2 separate regions of the Mus musculus genome follow, and region 1 is linked to region 2. The links are chromatin contacts, called in public HiChIP or PLAC-seq maps. All regions are on one chromosome and are shown on one strand. The core of a region is the stretch at or near the end of the contact, and the rest is flanking DNA. Distances in the headings are between cores, read along the strand shown. Region 1 overlaps Anxa4 (annexin A4). Region 2 holds the start of Pcyox1 (prenylcysteine oxidase 1).

Region 1 (5,515 bases), core at 1,757-4,256, 370 kb after region 2:
TACTCTTCTCTGGCCTGCAAGGCACCCACACACTGATGGTACACACACACACACACACACACACACACACACACACACACACAAATGAAATGAAGATGAAAGTAATATTTTATTAACTAGGGCTGGTGGACCTATGACTTAAGTTATTCCACTACACATTCCTTCAGTGAGCTTATGGGCAACCAGGATAGACAGGAAATAAAGATGGTTTCAGATGTTGGTAAGATAACAATACAACAGGGAAAATAATACAGAGCAGAGATCAGCAAACTCGTGAGATGGAAGGTCTGATTCTGCCTCTGCCTCTGCCTATGCCTCTGTAGTGGTTTTCAAACAATTGCCAAAGTAGAGAAGGAGGAGGAAGAGAAGGAGAAGAAGGGGGGAGAGCGGGAGAGGGAAGAGGAGGAAGATGACATAATCCTGGTATGCAACAATTGTGTGAAATTCAAATTTCAATGAGAACAAGTCTGTCTAACATCTCACACTTGGCTTCAAGGTACCGTTCTCCATAGTGAAGTGTGACCAACCCTACTCTTGTAACAAGCTGCTGACTCTCAGCCAATCACAAGCAGCAGCTGTTCTACCCATCTTCTGATAAGACAGATGAGAGCTGTGACCAGCCAGGTTGTCTCTTGTATCCCACTTCCCTTTCCTGTCATCCCCTGCTTTACTTTCTTCTGGTTTTAAGGAACCTGGTGCTGCAGAGTGGGCATCTGGTCGCCTTTGGTCTGTGCTCTGGGCTGGCTCCAGGATCATAAGCAAAGCCTCTCAGGTTCCATAGAGCTTGGACTATTGCTATTTTGTCTTTAACAGAGATGCTGTTATGATCTGGGTACCAGGAAGGAGCAGATCCCGATAGCATAGCCCAGACGCACCTCTGAGGAAAGGCCATCCAAGCTGAAGGAAGCACTCAGGCTGGCCTTGAACTAACACTCTCTCTCTCTCTCTCTCTCTCTCTCTATCTATATATATATATATATATATATATATATATATATATATATATACACACATATACACACACACACACACACACACACACATATATATATATACATACATAAATTTTTTTTTTCAAATTTACCCTCCTGGCTCTACTTCCTGAGTGCTGGGATTACTGGCCTGCAACACCACACATGCCCATGCCCCGTTTATCTGTTTATCGAGTACTGAGGGTTAAACTCCAGGCTGAGTGAATGCTGGGTGCATGTCCTACCCACTGAGCTACATGCCCAGCTCAGCTGAATGAAGATTCAATGCAGGGCACAGGCAGCTGCTCCAGTTCCAACAGAGACTCTTCCAAGTGGAGGGAACAGGTGTGCGAACACTCTGAGGCAGAAATGAACTAGTGTGGCCATAATAAGACACCCACACAAGGGAAGGGAGCAAGGGATCATGGGAACTTCTGTCCCTTCCCTTATGCCTGCCCTCTGTGCCTGCTTCTGAGGTTCATCTTTTATAAAGTGCTCATGATTCATTCAGCAAACTCTTGGCCTGAGTTCTGCAAGCCATTCCCACAGTCAAACACACGGGAGCTATGGGATCCCTTGGTTTATTGCCTGTGGGCCAGAAGTATTTCCTGGACTAGAAGGTGATACATGAACTGGGCAGTATTTTGGGATAGAGTCTTTAGCCCTTAACAGTATTGGAAGTGGGTTAAGGTATAGAGTTCCTATTTGGAGCCAAGAAAGAACTGAGGAATTGCTTGGGGTGGGAACCCCTACACACACACACACACACACACACACACACATCTAGAGGCTGACACTCAACTGCTGGGCTGAGTTCCCCTAACTGTGGGCTCTCAGAAACATTCTCAGAGCCCGGTCTCTCTAGCCTTCTCCCACCCTCTTGGCCCTTCCCAGCTTGAGATTCCCAAAGTCAGTCATGCAAACCTTCTAGACACCCCCCCCCCACACACACACACCAAAGCCCTTCTCCTTCCCACCGCCAAGTAAGCCATGGGGTCTGGAGTGTTGAGTCAACCTTTTCCTGTATTTCTGTGTAGGAAGCTCTCTTGCTTGTCTTATTTCAGAGTAAATCACGTGAGTGTCCTCACAGGTGGCTCTTGCACCACACTCCAGAGAAAGGAATGTGACACCCTCAGGTATGTGTCACAGGGTCAAGCCTTCTGCCCAGTTAGCTGTGTTTCTAAACACCCATCCATTCTCCATGGAACCTAAATAGAAAACCAGAACTTTCCTCAGGCCTGGTATGGCGGCATATAGCTTTAACCCTAATGCTTAGGCGGCAGAGGCAGGCATGACTGGGTTTGAAACCAACTTGGCCTACATAGTGAGTTCTAGGCCAGCCAGGGCTACACAGTGGGACTCTGTCTTTAGCAAAAGAAAAGAAAAGAAGAGACGAGGAAAGAAAAGGAAACCTCAGAGTCCTCAGAATTTTCGTTGGGGTTCAGGGTCTTCATTGATGAAGACTTGAATCTTGTATATAACTTTAATTAAATAAACGTGTTAAGCTTGTGTGTGTGTGTGTGTGTGTGTGTGTGTGTTAAACTTCTTGTTATAGGACTGTTGGCCGTACTAACATCCTTCTGCAGGGCATGACACCAGATATGAGGAATTCGAGGCCAGCCTGGGTTACATGAGATCTTGTTAAAATCAATCAATCAATCAAACAAACAAACAAAAGTGAGAGCTCTGAGGAGACACAAGACAAGCACAAGGGCTGAGCTCAGTCCCCAGAGCTCACACATAAAGAGGTGTTCACTGTAAGCTCAGCACTAGGGTGGCAGAGACAGGCAGATGCCTGCGCTTAATTGTTGGCGAGCCTATTCTACAAAGCCAACGAGAAAACCTGTCTCAAAAAAGGGGTACACCGTACCTGAGGAATAACACAAGAATTTGTCTTCTGGCCTCCACATGAATCACACACACACACACACACACACACACACACACACACACACACACACACACAGGGAGCTACTGAATTAAAGAATTAGACTATGAATCAGCTTTGGCTGTGACCACAGAGCCACCTCTGGGGAAAGGTTCTCTTGGATGGATGAAGCATTAAGGAGAACTCTGCTCCACAGACTTAACATGGAGGAGGGGGGCAGGGCCAAGAACCCGCTGACGCTGAGAACAAGTTCATCGTGTCAGTGGGCTGCAGAGAACCCACCGTGAGGCCTGATTACCTGGAGGGACACTTGTTCTCTCCATGTAAATACTAACAGAACACAGCAAAGAGCACAGCTACTACTCTGCAACTCACTGACAGCACGCACTAAGTCCTGGGTATGAAAGCCACATGAGCCTGGCTTCATTGTACCTGGGACAGTCACCCTCCCATATGCCAATCACCAAGCTGAGCCCCTGCTTCTAGGAGGACAAAAGAGACCACATGTCCCTTCTATTTAAACTCAGGGTTTTTAGCCCAGGCTGGCCTTAAACTCCATATGCAGTTTGGGATGGTTTTGAACTTCTGATGCTCCTGCCTCCTCTGACATGCTGGGATTACAGGCATGCACCACTGTGATTAATTTATGAGTCCTGGAGATTAAACCCAGAGTTTCATGAATGTTAGCCAAGCACTCACTCTACCAACTGAGCTATATCCCCAGCCTAGAAGCACATTTCTCAGAGATTATTTAACAATAAGGCGAGTGAGTGCTAGCAAGAAGGCTCAGCAGATGAAGGGGCTTGCTGCCAAGCCTCGAGACCTCGGTTTGATCCCTGGGACACATATGACCAAAGGGAAGAACGAATTCCCATGAGGTGGCTTCTGATCGCCACACTTACCGCACATGTGTGCCCATACACAAACACATCAAATGGTCAAAACAAACAAATAAATATGTAGTTAAAAGTAAAAAAAAAATAATAATAAGGTGAATGAAACAAGTATAGATGAAGGCAAAACCAAGTCACGAGCAGAGTCTCCTGCCACCCTCCCTGTTGCGTGCCACCCGAGGCATCCAGAAGTGCCTCCCTCCCTTCCAAAGAGTGATTCTGCCAGTTCAGCCCAGCTGCTGCTGCTACCACGTAAGTTAGGAAGAAACATCAAGTGAGGGGGCAGGGAAGAAGGACACCTTCCAAAAGGGGAGGACCTGAACTAGAAACCTTTTCCACTGCTTCTTCCTACTCCACAGGAAGTGGGGAGACTGCTAGAGCCACACCTCTGGAACCCTACCCTCAAGGAGTCAGGAATACTTTACTAAGATAGAAAACAAGGGCAGAGTCTCAGACATGCCTTTTAAGTCCATTTCATGGCTGTGGATAATGTGTGTGAAATTAGCCCACCAGCCTGCTTTCTAACAGTGTTAGGCTCCTAGCAAGGCCACTTTGGCTCTTGGGAATAACAAGGGGGAAGAAGAGCAGACAGTCAAGTTTGGTGCTTAACACTGACTGTCAGGATCTAGAGTCACCTTGGAGGCAAACGTCTGAGCACACCTGTGCGAGAGTTTCCAGGCTGCACTGAGTGAGGGGAGGATGCATCCTGACTGTGGACAGCTCTATCCCTTGGGCTGGGATCCTGGGCTGAGTGAAACGGAGACTGTGAGCTGAGTACCAGTGTTCATCTCTCTCTGCTTCCTGACTGCGGATTCTGAGTGACGCGCTGCCTCATGCTCCGGCTGCCTCACGCTCTGCCTGCCTTCCACTCGGCGATGGCCTGCTCTCAAGTTCTGGGCCAGAACTATCACATCTCCATAGGCATCTTCCCAACCCCAGAGGGTCCCACCTCCCAAAGCTTCACTACAAAGTCTCCTTGCCCAGTGGTGCTCAGTGTGTGCAACAGATGGCAATGGCATTCTCAGCTACTTACACGTCTTGGACCTTTCTCTCTGAGGGCCTGCCTAGGATTCCCTAAATTGAACTATATTTACAGTGACTCAAAATTAAATTGGAGTTTTAAAAACTTTGCTGTCAGAAAGAGGGTAAAATAACAAGCAATGGAACCCCAGGTTTTACTCTAAAATATTGCAAACACATTTCTGGGGGAGTCAAATGACCCCAATAGCATCAAGACTGTCCCAGATGAAAAGTGACAATAGGCGGTGACCCATCCTTTCAGAATCGCCTGAAACTCCAAGGGATGCACAGAGCCAGGTGTGGAGTGGCTTCCGCTTCCTAATCATGTGCAAATATCATGTGCATAAAGGGTGTGGCATAGGAGAGCTTTGAAGGTATAGTTTAAACCAGATGTGGTAGTGCACACCTGTAATTTCAGCACTTGGGTGGGTGAGGTGGAAGGATCTCCGAGGGTAGACTGGGCTACACATTGAGACTGTCTTAAAAAGAAAACATACTGTTTTAGAGCGACTGGGAGAATGTTTATATGAGACTGACATGAACTGCAGTATCAGGAAGGAAATTCAGCTGTCAGTGAGTCACCTGCTTCGTGAAAGATTACATACATCTACAAAAATAATTCACAACGGGGATTCACAAGGAAATATTGGGAGGTCATGGACACATCTCTCTCTTTTCCCAAGTTGCCATCTGGAAGGGTTAATGTGCACAACCCCACTAGTGGCCATACTGTGTCCCTGTCA
Region 2 (5,635 bases), core at 1,366-3,865:
CCATTGTACACGCCCACCAGGCCACCTGAAGCGGGAACACTGGAGAGACCTGCCAAAACAGAGGGAGGGGCTCCAGACACGGCTCTGTGGTTAAGGGCCCTTGCTGCTCTTATAGAGGACCTGGGTTCAGTTCCGAGTACCCATGTCAGGCGGCTCACAACCACCTGTAACTCTTGCATGGATATATCCCCCCACCACCACCCACCCACCCCCCCCCCACACACACAGATACATAATTTTAAAAATAAATAAATAAATCTTGAAATGATACAAAACAAGACAAAGCTAGAGGAAAGGTAGGCCAGTGATTTCTACACTGGTCCAATGAAAAGGGAATTTGGGAGACCTGTTAGGGACTTTCTGGACTGAGTGACTTAGGGGCCATTCCCAGGTCTCAGGAAACACATTAGAGTTCTATTTTTAGAACAGTGTGGACACAGGACTGACTGCTCGATCCACAAACTGACACAGCAGGAGATGGGTCAGAAAATCTCATACCTGTACCAAACTAAACCCACTAGTCTCAGTCATGGAGAAGAAAGCCTCTGCCAGGGCTGGGAAGGGCACCCGAGGAGTAAGAGAGGTCCCATCCTACGCAAGCCTCAACTTTGCAAAACTGGGAAACTCAGGTAAATGGGAAACGGCCAGAGTTACACAATATTCCCTAAGAGAAGGCTTGCACAGGCCTGCCAGCCTTCCCCGAACATGGCCCGCTCCTCTGCCGACAACGTGTCAGTCATGTGTCCCCGTGAGTACATGTCTGAACCCTGTCTGAACGACTTCAAGCCAAGTGTTGGAAGCCCATGGATCTCATTTTCTCAGCAGCAGAATGAGCTAAAAACACTCTGCTAGCTCAAAGCACTCTGATTTCTCAACCCAAAGCCTGAAGTTTAAGAACTGACAACAGGGGGCTGCAACATGGCTCAGCCCCAAATGGACTGCACCTGGGTTCAATTCCTGAGACCCACACAGTAGAAGAAAAAGAACTGACTGGATCAATTGTCCTCTGACCTCCATACACACCCTGTGGCACTCAGACCAACACCCCCACCCCACAGTTATACAAAATAAATAGCTAAAATATAACTTTTAAAAAAATTTTTTTTAATTTTTTTTTTAAAGAATTAACAGCAACAGCCACCCTCACTCAACCCCATGGCTGTAATTCCAGAGAGCTGATGCCACACAGATAGCTTAGAGTCTCATTACAGGAGAGTGGCTCGATGCTAAGCTGGGACCAACTGCTAAACCCCACAGCAAGAGAAACAGTTTCACCAACTTCTCTGTAGAAGACAAGGCAGAAACATCAGTTCTCTGTGTTAGGAAAACACATACGGCCAGTCACACATAGTGTTGCTTAGTGCTATGAAATCACATACCCAGCTCTTTGACAAATCGCTTCATGTGCAAATTTAGGGGGTGAATGACTGAACCCCCTGCCTCGTAGTCATGACCTTGCACCTTCAAAGTGGCCAAACGGCCCCCGACCTCTTCTCTCTCAAACACGTCAATCTTCACGTCCTTCCCAAATTTCTTCCTTAGATAATAGGCGGAGGAAGTACCACCGATTCCAGCACCGACTATTGCTATACGGAGGGGGGGAAAGGAAAAGAGGAACCGTTTGTTTCCCCTCCTATCAGTGTTGCTTTTGTTTTTGAAAAGCCATTAACCAATAATAGCCATTACTCAAGACTAAAACTAACAGCTTGGGGAAACCTGAGGGAAGGGGTTCTCTTTAAAGACAGACTCCCTGAACCTAGACAGGTGCTATAGATGAAGTTACAAACTGACAGTTGGTCAAAAGATGCCCAAAGGTTCTCCCAGGTCTTTGTGGAGGCACCACCGGACCCAGGGACCCTGCTGTGCCCAATTCCTGGGGAAGTATGAATGGGCCCCTCCAGCACGCATTTTAAATAAAGCAGACGCCATCTTCGCCCAGCTTTGTTCTTTGTCTCTCTATGGCCCCAACACCATTAACGATCCCGAAAGACACAGCTTCAGATGGGAATAGACACCCAGGAATGAAAACCCGAGGCAACCAAAGCCACGAAGAGACCGGGTTCTCCAGCTAGCTGCAGCAGTTGCAGTAAGCAGAGCGCAGGTGCGGGGAGGCGGTCCCAGTCCTTCTCGGGGGAGGGGATCTGGAGGTAGGGGAAGAGAGACTGGTCCCAGTGCAGAGTCTGCGTGCCCCAATCGGCCGGACAAACAGACTTAGCTCCAGGGACAGCTAGAGGCGGGCTCTTGAGGGCGTTCAGCTGCTAGAGCCGAGGGCCTCCCAGGCTGGAGCTGCACGGATACCGAGTCCCTGGCTAGCACACGCCTCCAGTGGCACTCCTCCAGACTCGGAGCGCACGGCCCGGTCTCCGGACCCCGATCTCCACCCAGCCCTGGGAAGACCGACCTAGGCATCGCCGCGCCTCTGTATCCCCCGCACCTACCGATCCTGTTCGGCGGGGCCCGGGGCTCGGCGCTCGCCAGACTGCCCAGACCACATAGCAGCAGCCCCAGCCAGAACAGTGAGCCCACCAATGCAGCGGCGAAGCGCCCCATGGCCTCCCGCAGCTGCAGACTGACCGCGGGTCCGCCAGCAGACCCTGCTCTATGCGTCTGCGCGCTTTCGCCCCGCCCAGACCACGCCCCAGAGCACACGACCACGCCCACTCGTCCCACCCAGGTCCTTTGCTCCCCAGGCTCGCCGATTTTGTGTTATCTAATCCTGGTCCTCTGTGCCCCCGAAGTACACTCTGGTCCCAGAAGCCCACATCCAAGGCGCAGGTTGAGGGCCACCTCAGCTCTCCTTTCCCGCCTCTCCTGAAGATGCATCCTTCTTCACAAGTGCCCTCTACAGTCCCCAAAATCGCGAGCTTGTAGAGAATGCACGTGGCCAATCTCAGTCTAAACCAGGCAAACCGGCCGCAAACATTTCTAAAGTGAGCACTTTGTTCCAGGGACTCAGCTGCGTGATAAGAAAAGGAAGAGAGATGGGGTATTGTGAAGTAAGAGGAGCAAAACACGGGACCCACGTCCATACGAATAAAATTAGAACACCAAAGTGGCCTCTCACATACGGTCTGTTTCCAAGTTGAAGACACTAGAGAAGACACAAAAACAAGAAATGCTGTCTACTTTCCTCCAATTGCCTAAAAACAAAACACTGAGTGTGTATGGGAGAGTGGGGGTGCTGGAGACATGGCTCAGTAGTTAAGAGCACTTCCTGCTATTTATTCCACCGGACCTTCCTCTGGCACACTTGTAAGCATAACAAAATTTTAAGCACTGGAGAAATGACTCAGTGGCTAAGAGTGCTACTGAGTTCTGTTTCTGAGGCTTACAACTGCCTGTGCCAGCAGTGCCAGGGGAACTGTCACCCTCCTCTGACCTTCCAGGGCACCAGAACACACACAAACACATAAATAAAAATAAACATACACACAAGGACAAAGGGATCCTCCCTTCTCTACCTGAGGGATGTGGGTTTATCACCAAAGGCAATTTTAGACATCTTAAGTAAAATTCCTAGGAAGCCATTAGTTTGGCCTGAGCTACTGGGCTGGATGGATGGACAGCATGCCAACTCAATGGGGAATCCCCATCGGAAGCTGCGTGCTACCAGAGGTGAAACTAAATTTTCTGGTTGACCTTCATAGGAAAGGGAGCTGGTGACATGCCTCTGTTAGCAGATCCGAGAACGATGTCCCCTATGCTTCAACCTTCCCAAAGAGCATAACTTCAAAACCAGTCAGCTCTTTGTTTCCAGCTTCTGCCTTCCTCTGCCCTGGGCAGTCTAAAGAGCCAGGCTTCTCCTCCAGATGTAGGAAGAGCTGTGCTATGTTATAGAACAAGGTGTTCTCACTTCTAGTCAGCTGAGACCTGTCAATATCTTGTAGTTTTGGTTTTTCCACAGATCTTTGTTTTTTCAAACAGAATCTCAAGTAACCCTTTCTACCTCTTGTGTGCTGGGATTTCACAAACTTTCACCAGTAAGAAATTCACATAACAAGCCTGACCCCGGAGCCTTTCTCCTGCCATATATTATTTGCCTTCTCTTGGTTTCCAGCCCTAAGAACTCAAACTCTTCTTTGCCACCTTATGCCTTGTCATGTCTCTAAAAACTGACTATCCTTTGAAGGCGACTTGTATCCTAAGCCAGCTTCTGGAGAGCTGTTCATTCCTTGGAGAAGCTCTCAATTTTCTGTCTGTTTTTCTCTTATTTACTGAGACAGAGCTCACTATGTAGCCTCGGCTGGGCTTTAACTCAAAGAGATCTGCCTGCCTCTTGTCTCCTGAGTGCCGAGATTAAAGGGCTATGCCACTGTTTGGGTTATTGTTCTCTTGTTGATGTGGTTTTGTTACAGGGGTCTGTCCTAAATAAGGAATCATAAAAATGAAGAAAATTATTTTTTTCCTCTCCCCTAAACTGATGTCATACTATAAGACACACACGCACGCACACATGCACGCACAGTGTGTACTCAGAATGAATTCTGAGGAGATGGTTCACTGGGTAAAATGCTAGGTTTGCAAGCATGAGAACCTGAGTTCAGATTCCCTAGAGCCCATGAAAAAGATCTGGATTCAGAAGCACGTGACTATAATCCCAAAGCAGAAAGACAGGATGGTCCCTAGGGCTTGCTGGCCAGGCAACCTAACCTAATTGGCAAGCTCCCAGTTTAGTGGGAGACTCTATCTCTAAGGTAAAAGCTGGCTAGTCAGGGCAGTGGTGGCTCATGCCTTTAGTCCCAGCACTTGGGAGACAGAGACAAGCAGATCTGAGTTTGAAAGTAACCTGGTCTCTTGGAACCCAGTCCAGGAATAGAATCTTGTGAGGAGAATTCTGAGTACAGGTGAGAACACTTCAAGAAAAACAAGACCTTGTGACCTCAGTTTCTTCAAAACATGGAATTGTTTCTGGAGTCTGTTTCCATGCTCCTCCCAGATATAGCAGATAGGAATGAGTTTATGTCAATTTTTCAGTATTGCTTGTTGTTGTTCAATTAAATATTTAAACTATCCTTTCCATGCCTCGATGGGAAAACCATGTTTTTGCCACATGTGGCTCTTCCTTGTGATCATTTACAGTTTAAATTCATGAGAACTTAACTCATGTGATTTCTTTCTTAATCCTCATATAAATTGTTGAAATTCCAAATAAAGTTGGCTATTGCATAAGACTTTAGTCTGCCTTGTTTATAAGCCCCAGTCTCCCAGGTTCTACCACGTCTATATTGGTGACACTGGTCTATAGAATGAGTTGTTCCAGGGCATCTAGTGGTACATAGAGGAGCCTCGTTTCAAAAAGCCAAAAGATACACACACACATGCATTGATGCATTTGAGGAAGATACTCAATGTTGACTTCTGTGAGAAAAGCTATAGGCTCTAACATGATCCCTTTTTCTCCTGCCCCATCCCCAAGCAAACACAAAAGAAACAAAATATGATCATAAAGAACAGTATTAATGGAAGGAAACTGAGTTGGATACAAAGTAATGTTGAACTTAGGGCTATCACTATAGTTCAGCCAGTTATGGTGCTTGTGGTCCTAGTCTGGTGCCCAGAATTCTATATCCTGAACTCACATAAAGACTGGAGAGAACCAACCACTTCCACGTACAGAGTCTGGGAAGGGTTACTT

The links. HiChIP or PLAC-seq counts read pairs in DNA pulled down with a chosen protein or histone mark.
Region 1: a FOXA1 HiChIP or PLAC-seq map of pancreatic cancer cells shows a contact between it and region 2. The contact joins the enhancer-like site here to the promoter of Pcyox1 in region 2. A contact is called at or near these places in 1 of 39 promoter capture datasets (the C10 cell line), 3 of 115 datasets of contacts at active chromatin or transcription factors (bone marrow-derived macrophages, effector CD8 T cells and pancreatic cancer cells) and 1 of 9 other capture datasets (adipose tissue).

The regions. Positions count from the first base shown.
Region 1 is chr6:86,767,080-86,772,594 of GRCm38.p6, forward strand. All of the region lies in intron 1 of Anxa4 (annexin A4), which reads right to left. Among named protein-coding and RNA genes, the nearest start is that of Anxa4, 24 kb to the right of the region's middle. Within about 2 kb of position 3,007, at least 23 of the 459 cell types and tissues checked have an H3K27ac peak or open chromatin away from gene starts, as enhancers often do. A contact at or near this core is called in pancreatic cancer cells, where this site is marked.
Region 2 is chr6:86,394,535-86,400,169 of GRCm38.p6, forward strand. Pcyox1 (prenylcysteine oxidase 1) reads right to left here and starts at 2,616. Exons shown (of 6, transcript NM_025823.4): 1 at 2,439-2,616; 2 at 1,380-1,586; 3 at 1-49. The coding sequence starts at 2,550.